Regions from separate parts of the Mus musculus genome. Here region 1 is linked to region 2. Evidence: chromatin contacts called from public promoter capture Hi-C data. All regions are on one chromosome and are shown on one strand. Each heading gives the region's core, a stretch centred on a gene start, on an enhancer-like site or on the middle of the called end of the contact. The rest is flanking DNA. Distances are from core to core; before and after follow the strand shown.

Region 1 (6,659 bases), core at 684-3,183, 780 kb after region 2:
GCAGCTCAGAAACGTTCTGTACACCTGACTCCTCTAGAGGGAGCTGGAACCTCACTCTCCGGTGATTTCTCTGTACTCTTGGCTTTTGCAGCCTCGGTTAAAGTCTTTTTAGGGCCATATAGATCGGCTTCGGTAAAACGAAGAAAGGTGGGGCATACTGAGCAGGTGATTATCTCTATTCTTGTCAGTCACAGCTAGGTTCTAGCCCCCTTCACCACCACCACCACACCACCACACCACCATACCACCACACCACCACACCACCACACCACCACACCTCCACACCACCACACCTCCACTCTAACACACACACACACACACACACACACACACACACATCTCCAGTGAGGCGTGGCCAGGCAGTTAGAGTGTTCCTAAGAAGCATCAGGCCAGGCTGTTTACCAGGGAGGTCATCCGTGGTGGAAAGCAAAGAAACAAAATACACAGACTTAACGCTGAGGAAGAGATGCCTGGGACATCCTAGGAGCCTACTCACAGTGAAATAGAGAGAGAATTAAAATCACGTTCCAACAACACTGCCCCACCATTTACCCTACGTTCAGGTGTCAAGCCCTGCCCTCAGCTGTGGGGACAAAATAGTAAGGTGCCCTGGCCCAAGCTGTCCTCAGGCATGCTACACACCAGCCTCACCTCAAGGCCGGGCAAATCCCGGATCAGTCCTGGTTAGGGCCTGTGGTATCAGTCCTGGGTAGGGCCTGTGGTACTGAATGCCTGGAATGGGCCTCAGGATTTCGGGCTGCACTTGGGAACCACAGTCCCGGAATTCTCCTGAACCCAGCTGGCAGTGCTGCCTGCGGTGGAAAGAGGTGGAAAGGGCATCAGGCTGAACGGCATGACACCAATTGCCGGAGGCTTCTGCGGAAGCTGTCGTCCAGGAAGGCATAGAGGAAAGGGTTGAGGCAGCTGTTAGCATAGCTCAGGCTGGTGATGAAGTAAGAGATGCCGATGACCAGCGGCGTTTGCGGGAGGTCGGTGGTGAGGGCCACTATGGTACTCAGGTGATAAGGCGTCCAGCAGAGGAGGCACACAGCCAGAATCGCCGCCACCAACAAGGTCACGCGCTTCTTGGCACGATCCAGGGCCTTGGCGTGGCTATCTAGCTGGATAGCACGCAGTCGGCAGAGCAGAGTGGTATAGAGAGCACAGATGGTGGTCACCGGGATGGCAAAGCCCAATACTAGTGTGTAGAGACGGCTGGCACGCCACCAGAAGGCCTCGGGCTGCGGGAAGACCAGCACGCACTGGCGCCGACCCTGCTCCTCGTCCAGCCGAGCGAATACCGCAAAGGGCAGCACGACCAGCGTCACCAGCGCCCACACCGCCAGACTGACAGCACGCGCTGCACCGTAAGTGCGCCCGGACACCCGGCGCGACTCTGCTGTGGCCAGAACCACCAGGTATCGGTCGGCGCTCATGACGGCGAGGAAGTAGAGGCTAGAGAAAGTGTTGTACTGGTCGACGGCTACAATGAGCTTGCACATGACCTCCCCGAAGGGCCAGCGCCTCAGCAGGAAGTCCGCGATGTTGATGGGCAGCACGAGGGTGAAGAGCTCATCGGCGATAGCCAGGTTGAGGATGAACACGTTGGTGACAGTCTTCATGCGCGGCGTGCGCAGCAGTACGTACAGCACCGCAGAGTTGCCAGCCAGTCCCACGGCGCAAATTACCCCGTAGACGACAGGCACTGCTACCGCCAGTGGCTGCGGCAGCGGCAGAGGAGCCAGGCTGGACCCGTTGGGACAGCCCAAAGATGAGCCGCCGCAAGACACGTTGTCCCCTCCAGACTCGAAAAGCGTTAAGTTATGCATCTTGGAGAGGGCTGGAGAGCAGGCGACCACCAGGATTCCACTCAGCAGCCCCGCGAAACTCGAGGTTTATGCGCCCACGTTTACAGGGATCTGCACCCAGGCACTGCCTGAGTGTCACAGCTTTTCTCTGGATGCGCACCGGAGGGGGCGTTCCCCGCTGCTACTAAGCTCGCTGACGCCGGGACTCCAAGGCTGGAGACAGAATTGAAAACACAGCTTACATTTCTGGAGGTATAGCTTTAAGGAGAAATGAGGTCCATAGAAAGTAGCTACAGTGTCCCAAGCTCTTCTCTCCACCTGTGGAAATCAGATTCCAGTCCACTGAATACATCAAAGTGCTATGCAGAAGCCACTTGACTCCTAGGAAACCGTAAATGCACCCAATCCCCTGTTTTAGAGCTTAAGGAATTCACACTGAGGTCACACCGGCGAATTCAGCAGAGGTGTGTTTCCGAGCACGCTAGATAATAGGACTTGCAACAGCAATCTTTATCTTACCTGGCGAGTCCCAGCAAAGATCTGAGTTTCCTGGGGAGGTCAGGGAGGAACCCACTGTCTGCTGGAGGACGCTGCAGCAGCAATGAGATGCCTGCCAGCCTAGTCTGTCTCCTGTTGTCTGCCCAGAGACTACTGCTGGACTCTCCAGGAGTTCTCCCAAGAACCTGAAGTACAGGAAGCGCGGCTCAGTCAACCTGTCACCCTTTCCCACTCCACTCCTAGAAAAATCCTCTGATCTAACAGAAAACAGCGCCCCCTTCCTCAAAAGACTTCTTTGCTGCCTTCCTGCTGTTTTAATTCAGTTCATCTGGAATTATAAAAAGCTCACCTGTCAGAAACTAAAACTAAGAATGACAAAGTTAAAAAAAATAATATCCTGTTTTTGAAGAACAGTTGGAGATGAGGTTCCCATAACATGTTTTATTTCTTTATTATATGTATCATTATTTAAATCAATGTTAAAATTAAATTTATTTTGATCGTAGTCTTCCCCTACCCCAAGTCGTCTAGATCCTCTCTCTACCCACCCAACTTTAAGCTCTTTCTCAAAACAAACAAGAACAAAACCAAACACAACAAAAACTCCCAAATCCAAGAAAATAAAATAAAGAAACACCTAAACAGAGAGAGAAAAAAACCCACTAAACTGTAATCAAATAAAACCATAAACATACAAAAGCAAAACTGTGGAGATCATTAAATGTTGATCAACTATTCTTGAACATGAGTCCTGCCCTGGAAGAGTTGATAAATCCAATATCACTGTATTGGAGAAAACTAATTCCCCCTTTTACAGCAGGTATAATTGACAATTTAGTTGTTAACCCTTCCTCTAGTGACTGGGTTTTCATTAGTGCATTCATATTCATTTTAGAAAATATAACAAAACAAAATATAAAGCAAAAACTGTCACATTAAAGTTGGACAGGATGAATCAATAGAAGGAAACAAATCCAAGAGAAGGATTTAGAGACTCTCTCATTTGCACACCCAGAAATCGCACAAAAACACTAATCTAGAAGCTAGAATATATTTGATGAGGACATGGTACAAACCTGCACAGTCTGTGTGCATATAACTAAGGTATATAAAGACTCCTTCTGCCTGTTTTCCTGAGTTCTGAATGGAGGAGGCATCCCACTTAGACCTAAGTGCTCCCTCACCCTCTCTCTTTCTCTCTTTCTCTCCCTCTCCCTCATTCCCCCTCCCTCCCTGTAGCAGGAGCAAAATTCTATATAGCAGATTATCATTGAGTCATTTTTATTGCTACATATTTCAGACAAGTATTATTTGGTTTTACCTCACGCCCCTGAACTATCTAGTGTCTGATTCTTGGTCAACCAAGCAGGGTTAGGTATGGGTTGCATCTCTTAGAATGGGCCTTAAGTAAATCAGTTATTAGTTTATTACCACCACAACCTTTGTGCCACTGTTGCCCTAGCATTGCTCACAAACATTACACCATTGTAGATCAAAGGTTTTGTGGTTTGACCTTTATATTTCTCTTTTGGTAGCATTCAGAGTACCTTCTTGTACCAAAGACACTAGAACACAGATGTGGATGCTTTATTTAGGCACCTCATGACATCTCCATGTTCAAGGAGTTATGTAGTGTTGCCCTCAGCAATGGGACCTTGCTCTTGGTTTATGAAGAGCAATCCATAGTCTTGGCAATAGCCTAGGTTGTTTGGGAATTTCCATGTGACACCTTTGGCCAAAATCTCAATTAGATGTAATCCAATCCTGGTACTAGAAGTTTTGTTTCATGACAAGAGATGGCCAATTGGAACTCTCTCTTCCCCAGTATTTGCTTATTTTGTTTAGATTGTCTTCATATATATATATGTATTTTAGGAAATTTCTATTGTATTAGGTTTCTATACAAATGCTCCTTAATTTTAATCTCCTCTTACTGTATTCCCTCCCACAACCACTTATGCCCTTCCTTGATCCTCTCATTCTACCACCCCTATCCATCTAAAATTATCTATTCTACTTCCCTTCCCTAAAGAGATATATCTGCTCCCTCCACCTCCTTCCTCTATGCCTATCCACTAGGATTCTGCTGATTGTACCTTGGTTATCATTGACTTATATGCTAATATAATAATGAATACATACCATATTTATCTTTCTGGTTCTGGGTTTCCTCACTCGGGATGATGATGATTTTTTTTCTGTGTTCTTATTTTTTAAATTTTATTTATTGATATATATATGTAAGTGCACTGTAGTTATCTTTAGACAAACCAGAGGAGGGTGTCAGATCTCATTCTGGATGGTTGTGAGCCACCATGTGGTTGCTGAGATTTAAACACAGAATTTGGAAGATCAGTCAGTATTCTTTTTTTTTTTTTTTAATTATTAGGTATTTTCCTCGTTTACATTTTCAATGCTATCCCAAAGGTCCCCCATACCCAACCCCCCAATCCCCTACCCACCCATTCCCCCTTTTTGGCCCTGGTGTTCCCCTGTACTGGGGCATATAAAGTTTGCAAGTCCAATGGGCCTCTCTTTGCAGTGATGGCCGACTAGGCCATCTTTTGATACATATGCAGCTAAAGACAAGAGCTCCCGGGTACTGGTTAGTTCATATTGTTGTTCCACCTATAGGGTTGCAGTTCCCTTTAGCTCCTTGGGTACTTTCTCTAGCTCCTCCATTGGGGGCCGTGTGACCCATCCAATAGCTGACTGTGATCATCCACTTCTGTGTTTGCTAGGCCCCGGCATAGTCTCACAAGAGACAGCTATATCTGGGTCCTTTCAGCAAAATCTTGCTAGTGTATGCAATGGTGTCAGCATTTGGAAGCTGATTATGGGATGGATCCCTTCATATGGCAATCACTAGATGGTCCATTCTTTCGTCACAGCTCCAAATTTTGTCTCTGTAACTCCTTCCATGGGTGTTTTGTTCCCATTTCTAAGAAAGGGTAAAGTGTCCACACTTTGGTCTTCATTCTTCTTGAATTTCATGCGTTTGGCAAGTTGTATCTTATATCTTGGGTATCCTAAGTTTCTGGGCTAATATCCACTTATCAGTGAGTACATATTGTGTGAGTTCCTTTGTGATTGGGTTACTTCACTCAGGATGATACCCTCCAGGTCCATCCATTTGCCTAGGAATTTCATAAATTCATTTTTTAATAGCTGAGTAGTATTCTATTGTGTAAATGTACCACATTTTCTGTATCCATTCCTCTGTTGAGGGGCATCTGGGTTCTTTCCAGCTTCTGGCTATTATAAACAAGGCTTCTATGAACATAGTGGAGCATGTGTTCTTCTTACCGGTTGGGACATCTTCTGGATATATGCCCAGGAGAGGTATTGCGGGATCCTCTGGCAGTACTATGTCCAATTTTCTGAGGAACCGCCAGACTGATTTCCAGAGTGGTTGTACAAGCTTGCAATCCCACCAACAATGGAGGAGTGTTCGTCTTTCTCCACATCCTCGCCAGCATCTGCTGTCACCTGAGTTTTTGATCTTAGCCATTCTGACTGGAGTGAAGTGGAATCTCAGTGTTGTTTTGATTTGCATTTCCCTGATGAATAAGGATGTTGAACATTTTTTTCAGGTGCTTCTCTGCCATTCAGTATTCCTCAGGTGAGAATTCTTTGTTCAGCTCTGAGTCCCATTTTTTAATGGGGTTATTTGATTTTCTGGAGTCCACCTTCTTGAGTTCTTTATATATATTGGATATTAGTCCCCTATCCGATTTGGGATAGGTAAAGATCCTTTCCCAATCTGTTGGTGGCCTTTTTGTCTTATTGACAGTGTCTTTTGCTTTGCAGAAGCTTTGCAATTTTATGAGGTCCCATTTATCGATTCTTGATCTTACAGCACAAGCCATTCAGTATTCTTAACTGCTAAACCATTTCTCCGGCCCCTGATTTTTTTTCTAACCCAATATATTTACCTAAAAATTTCATGATTTTATTTTTTAATAGCTGAATTGCTAGTATTCTATTGAATGAATGTACCACATTTTTTATCTGTTGATCCATTAATAGATATCAGTGTTTTTTTAATTTTTGATAGAGAAGCAATGAACATGGTTGAGCAAATGTCTTTGTGGTAGGATAAAGTGTCTTTTGGGAATAGGCCCAAGAGTAGTATCTTGAAGCAGATCAATTCCCATCTTCCTGAGAAACCACCACACTGCTTTCCACAGTGACTGCGAAAGTTTGTAGTCTGAACACCAGTAGCTATGTCTTTCTCTTACTCCACATCCTCACCAGGATGGCCTGTCACCTGTTTTGCTGTTCTTAACCATTCTGACAAATGTGAGATGAAATCTCAAAGTAATTTTGATTTGCATATGACGAAAGGCTAGG
Region 2 (6,648 bases), core at 324-2,823:
CCATTTGCCTAGGAATTTCATAAATTCATTCTTTTTAATAGCTGAATAGTACTCCATTGTGTAAATGTACCACATTTTCTGTATCCATTCCTCTGTTGAGGGGCATCTGGGTTCTTTCCAGCTTCTGGCTATTATAAATAAGGCTGCTATGAACATAGTGGAGCATGTGTCCTTCATACCGGTTGGGACATCTTCTGGATATATGCCCAGAAGAGGTATTGCTGGATCCTCCGGTAGTACTATGTCCAATTTTCTAAGGAACCGCTAGATTGATTTCCAGAGTGGAGTACTGGTTAAATGGGAAACTCAAAGAAAGGTGTAAAGAAGTATGGATGTTTGCAAATATCATGTACTTTCTTCATGTCTCTTTGTCTAACTCAGAATTTCTTAGAAAAATCAACGGAAAGAGAAACTCGCCAAGAGTATGCTCTGGCTATGATTCAATGCAAAGTACTGAAACAGTTGGAGAATTTGGAGCAGCAGAAGTATGATGATGAAGATATCAGTGAAGACATCAAATTTCTTTTGGAAAAACTTGGTGAGAGTGTCCAGGACCTTAGGTGTGTTATCATCTTCATCATTGTCACATAATTACTTGTGATAGCTCATTCTGTAGCCCTGGCTGCCCAGGAACTCCCTGTGTAGACTTGGAACTCAGAGATCTGCCACCTCTGCTGGGCTAAAGATGTGTACCACCTGTCCTGGCATTAACATGCTTTTTAAAATTGCCATATACTAAATCTCTTGAGATTTGTTTGACCTTGAACTCCTGGACAGAAGTGATTCTGCCTCAGTCTCTTTAGTGGTTGGACACTATTGGTGTGTGTGGTTGGTTATATAACTTTTAAAGAAACTTTGAATTGATTACAAAGTATGAAAATCATATTTTCCTACAAATTCTGTTTTCTGCTGAAACATTCTACATTGTTAACTGTAGCTTAGAGCATTTGGCTATTCTTACTTGGAGAGATTCCTATCATTCTTTATAGAATACTAGTTGAGTGATATGTATATTTTATCATATCATATGTATATCTGTTTTCATTATTAGGCTTAGGATATGATTATTTAAAAATGCTAGTTTACTTAAACTCACTTGTCTGCATTAAGTAACTATTCAAACAGGATATTCTTGTCAATGTACCCTCTCTATCCTGGTTAAACTGAATTGTCTGTCAACATTAATGGTTCCATCTTTTAAAATTTTACTTGAAAGTAAGTCCAAGCATGTCTTGATACAGTCTGTTTAGTGGCTCTATTAGCTATTTTTCTCATTCTGCTACTCACACTGAATGTCAGTAGTGTTAATCCCAGCAAATGAGAGTAAAGATCATTACCCAAAATCTTTGGCCAAATTAAGCAAGCTTTATTTTCTGTCAGACATGGCTAACTTCCTAAAGCAGGGTTTGAAAAAAAAAAATAGCATTTAACATAGGAAAAGTAGGCTTTATATAGTCTAAAAAACTACAAGGCTAGGGAATTTTCAGGGGTTGGGAGATTTCCAGAGGGATTTTGGTTACACCAGAGCTTGGCTGAACATTGCAGAATGATTTGGCAGAACATCTTAGCATCTGGGTACATTCAAGGTATGAATCAAACTCCAGAGGGTGGGGGTCATGTCAGATTCCAGCAACAGGCTAAAGCACAGTCAACTTGAATTTTGCTGTACAAAGAAATGAACTTACCTAATCTTATAACAAAAATGGTCCATCCTTAAGTTGGAGTCAGGCTGGTCAATCAATTCCTGTAATAAAATTTCCTGACAAAGGATAAAAGTTTGTTTATTTTAACTCAGTTCCAGAGTGTGTGCCTTCTTTTCTGGTGTAGAGGTTATGGTGGCTGGAGCTTGTGACAGCTGATCATATTGTATCTGCAGTCAGGAAATAGGAAAGGATGAATGGTTGTGCTTCTGTCACTTTCTCCTCCTTATGCAGTCCAGGACCCAGCATAGGGATGAGTGCCATTTAAAAATGCACACATCTTTGTGCCTTGTCTTCATTGCTTTCTTGTTGCTGTGATAAAGTAATAAAATACCCTGACAAAAGCAATTTAAGGAAGAAAGTATTTATTTATGTTAGCTTACAGTTGTCAAGGGATAAGAAAGTCAATGATGAGAACGACTTGGGAAGGCAGCAACAGGCGTCTGGTGGGTCACATTACATCTGCATTCAGAAAGCAGACAGTGAACAGGAAATTTGAATCTGAAAAGCCTCTAGGTACATCTTCAGTAACCTACTTCTTCCAAGACTCCACCTTGTAAAGATCCCACAGTCATCTCAGACCGCACCCCTACCTAGGGACCAAGTGTTAAAGATGAGACTAAATGGGCCGTTTAACATTCACACCAGAAACTTCAAATCAAGTTGACAAATCCACCCACAGTAAATAAACCACACTTAAAAACAACCAAGTTACATACAAGTTTAGTTACTGAGTTTTGAATTACAATGTATTGAGTTTGTTAACATATAGAATTTTTGTTTTAATTTTGAAAGATTATTTCCACAAGTCATGTTTATATTAATAGTCATACTTAGTATTATATGAATACATGTGTGATACTGTTTTGTGATATAATAAGATATCTGCTTTTTACATATATTTACAATAATATATCTACTGACTTGGCAAATTACACTGCTATGACTCTCAGGGTAGAAATTGTCTATTTTCTAAAATATACGAATACATATTCATATATTAATTGGGAATAAAGATTTTGGTAGCAAGTAAAGATTTTAATATTCACACCAAACATTCAACTTTGGCAATGTTGGACCTTAGTTTCTATGATTTGTTGGTGATTAAACTGTTGAAGTTTATATAGTAGTGGTTAATATTTAGAGGGCAGTGAGTCATTGTAGTTGTTATTCTTGTTATTTTTTGAAACAGGGTCTTAACTATGTAGCCTTGTCTGACCTAGAAATGGGTACATAGATCAAGTTGGCCTTGAACTAACAGGTCTGCCTGCCTCTGCTTCTTGAGTGCTGGGATTCTAAGTGTGTATAAAGACCAGACTCAGTCTTTGTAACTAAGTCATATTTTAATTTGCTTAATTTTGTAGTAGCCCTTAGATTCTTATAACTGGAATTTTAAAATAATTTTATAGCTCATTTGATGAATACAGTTCAGAACTTAAATCTGGAAGATTGGAATGGAGCCCTGTACACAAGTCTGAGAAATTTTGGAGAGAAAATGCCGTGAGGTTGAATGAGAAGAACTATGAACTCTTGAAGTAAGTTAGGATCCCATGTTCTGCTCTATAATTATACAGATCTTCATTAACATTTAGCTTTGTTATTAGGTGCTCTGTCATTTTCATTTATGTTTACTTGCTAAGTAATGTGTTGAATACTTTTTATGCTTTTGATCAGTTAGGTGTTAATCTTTTCCAAGAGAAGTACCTGTCAATTTGATAAACTTTTTTTTTAATGAGAATGTGATATTCTGAGCATGATTTTTTGTCATGTATTCATTGAGACTATTTTACCTTTTGTTTCATGCCATTTTACTATTTAACTGTGATCTTGATAAACACAAGCTATTGATTTTAAGAGTCAATCTCCTAATATTTCTGTATATGGCTAGTGCTTTTCTTTGTCTTGGTTAAGATTTTGCCTACCAAGGGCAAAGAGATATCCTTGTATTTTTTTGTTTTGATCTTTTTTTCTGTGGTACTGGGATTAACCCTAGGACCTAGACCATTGCCAGGTAAGTTTTCTACTCACTAGGCTATATTCCATCTTTTTTAAAAAAAAGTTTTTCTCTTTCCTTTCTTCTTTTTTTCCTTTTCCCCTTTTCCTCAGTGTCCCCTTTTTTCCTGTAGCCTAGGCCTGACCTGGAACTCATGACAGTTCTCCTGACTCAGCCTCCCACATGCTGGAATTACAAGTGTGTGTTACGGATCTCTGCCTGCTTGTTCTTCTCTTCCTTTCTCTTTTGGAAGATCCTTACTAAATAGTATTTCCAAGGTTGGCTATGGCAATGAATAATTAATTAATTAATTATGTAACAGTTTCTACATTGAAACAACCTATTAATTGATATTTACACAATGAAGGTACCTTTTTTTTGTTTTGTTTGTTTGTTTGTTTTTGTTGTTTGTTTTTCAAGGCAGGGTTTCTCTGTATAGCCTTGGCTGTCCTGGAACTCTCTTTGTAGACCAGGCTGGCCTCAAACTCAGAAATCCACCTGCCTCTGCCTCTTGAGTGCTGGGACTAAAGGTGTGCGCCACCACGCCCGGCGAAGGTACCTTTTTATGCTATTTTATTCATAGCTTTGTTGTTTGACCTTATATTTTGGTCTCCAATGTATCCAAAGTTATGGTCATGAATTATGGTTGTGAAGTAGAAATCAACATTTACCCTTTATGTAATATCTAATTGAAAATTGTACTTCTTAGGTTAGGGGTCTGACTCAATGGCTACAAGTGGTGCTTGCCGCACAGCCATTAGTATCCCTAGCACATACATAAAAAGCTGGGTGTGGTCCATGCACCTTTAACCTCCATTGTGGTGTGATCAGGGGTGGCAGGGTGGACCGACAGGAAGATTCCTAGAACTTACCAGCAGACAATGTAGCCAACAAAACAAAACAAAACAAAACAAAACAAAACAAAACAAAAGCTCAGCAAGTCTATGTTCAGTGAAAGATTGTTAAGGGAATAAGGCAGAGAGTGATAAGAGAAAGATACCCATATGGCTGTCTCTGGTCTCTGGGCTTGTATGCACACACAATTAAAAGACCAAAATAGCATTTCCGTTTGGGTTCTGTAGCTTTGTTCTCTCATGATAACATGACTAAATGTATATTCCTTCCTTTTGAATTGAAATATTTATATACTATAATCTATTAAAAATATAATTCAGTGAATTTTTAGTATATTTACAATAGTGTAGGACTTCTAGTAATCAAAGTTTTGAAACATTTTTGTTACTTCAAAAAGATATTTCAGTGCCCCTAGTTATTACCTTTCCATACAACTCATTTGTTTAGCCTTAACTAACCTTTCGTCTGTTTTATGTTTCTATGAATTTGGTTATTACAGAAATCTTATGTAAATGTAAGAATCTATTTGTCTTTAAAATCTTCTATTAAATATCTGACAAATTTTGTACATATTTAGTGCATTCTGATTGCTCATACCATCACCCTGTCTTTTTTCCCTCTCATCTCTAACTCACCTATCTCCTTTGTACAAATCCCTTTCTCCCCATCATGTTCTTTTTGTCCTTTGGATACTGGTATCTTTCATTTAACCGTGTATTCATGGTTCATCCAAGTTGAAGCGCTTGTGAGTACGTATTCCTTCATATAGATGAATAGTACTCCAGTGTACATACAAGACTGTTGATTATTTTAATGCACAAGCTTGATTCCACTAGTAGTACTTACTGTACAAGTTGATATGGGAACATATATTTTCATATATTTTGCTTGAGGCAGCTAGTCATATTGCATTTGCAGTCAAGAAGTAGGAGGAAGACTGGGAGCTTGGAGAGATGGCTGAATATTTAGGAACACTAGTTGCTCTTCCAGAGGACCCAGATTTAATTCCTAACATCCACATAATGGCTCCAGTTCCAGAGGATTGACTGCTCTCTCCTGGTGTCTGCAGGCAGTGGGTGCACATGTAGACAAAATACCCAAACACATTTAAAAAAAAATCAGAAAACAAAATAAAAGAGAGGGATGAATTCTTTGTTCAGCCTACTTTTCCATTTTTTATGCAATCCAGAATTCCAGCCTAGTAGTGGGATGCTGAGTCTTATTTAGCTCTTTGTAGAATTGGCAAACTAGTTCCCAAAGTGGCTGTACAGCTTTATATTCCTACCATCATTATATAAGAATTCTGGTTTCTGGGCTGGAGAGATGGCTCAGTGGTTAAGGGCTGACTGCTCTTCCACAGGTCCTGAGTTCAATTCCCAGCAACCACATGGCGGCTCATAATCTTCTGTAATGTGATAGGATGCCCTCTTCTGGTGGGTCTGAAGATAGCAACAGTCAGTATACTTGCATACATTAAAAAATAAATAAATGAATAAATAAAAAGGGATTCTGGTTTCTGTACCTTTTAACCAAAATTGGGGATTGAATCAGGGCTTTATTCATACTAGGCAAGCTCTGTACTATTGAACACTGAGACTTATAATTATTTGGATATGGGCTTTATATTTTAAGAATTTTAGGATATGTAGTTATATTTCATTGCCACCCCCTCCCACACACACTGGGATTTATTGCCTGGTGGTTAATTATCTCAAGTATCTTTTACTGATCTTTTGTCTGTCTTCTAAGGAAAAGCACCTATTTCAATCTTGGCTTCTATTTTTTTTTTTTCTTCTTTTAAAATTGGGTTGCCTTTTGGTATTTTGTTGTAAGAGTTCTTCATACAGATGCCCCTTAATTTATAATGGAGTTGCATATTAAGAAACTTCATTGTATGTTGAAAATTTATTTAAACACTTAAGCACCAGTCATTATAGCTTTAGTAACACAGTGCACTGTTGACAGTCAGTTGTTACCCTTATGATCATGAGAAAGCTGTGGTTCTCTGTCTGACCCACTTTACAGCAGAATGTCTTAGTATATGCTGATAGCCTGACAAAGGCTATAAGTAAAAGCTCAAATGATGAGTTGACCCTTGTA

The links. Promoter capture Hi-C pulls out the DNA fragments that hold promoters and counts their contacts.
Region 1: a contact with region 2 is called in a promoter capture Hi-C map of embryonic stem cells, with 4 times the contacts expected there. The contact joins the promoter of Npbwr1 here to the enhancer-like site in region 2. A contact is called at or near these places in 4 of 39 promoter capture datasets (cranial neural crest, embryonic stem cells, hippocampal neurons and 1 more), 1 of 484 Hi-C or Micro-C datasets (embryonic stem cells), 3 of 115 datasets of contacts at active chromatin or transcription factors (embryonic stem cells and stem cell-derived neural progenitor cells) and 1 of 9 other capture datasets (embryonic stem cells).

What each region holds. Positions count from the first base shown.
Region 1 is chr1:5,915,465-5,922,123 of GRCm38.p6, forward strand. Npbwr1 (neuropeptides B/W receptor 1) reads right to left here and starts at 1,934. Exons shown (of 1, transcript NM_010342.1): 1 at 1-1,934. The coding sequence starts at 1,829. The coding sequence ends at 840.
Region 2 is chr1:5,132,703-5,139,350 of GRCm38.p6, forward strand. Atp6v1h (ATPase, H+ transporting, lysosomal V1 subunit H) reads left to right here. Exons shown (of 14, transcript NM_133826.5): 10 at 382-560; 11 at 3,110-3,235. Among named protein-coding and RNA genes, the nearest start is that of Atp6v1h, 53 kb to the left of the region's middle. Within about 2 kb of position 1,574, at least 9 of the 459 cell types and tissues checked have an H3K27ac peak or open chromatin away from gene starts, as enhancers often do. A contact at or near this core is called in embryonic stem cells, where this site is marked.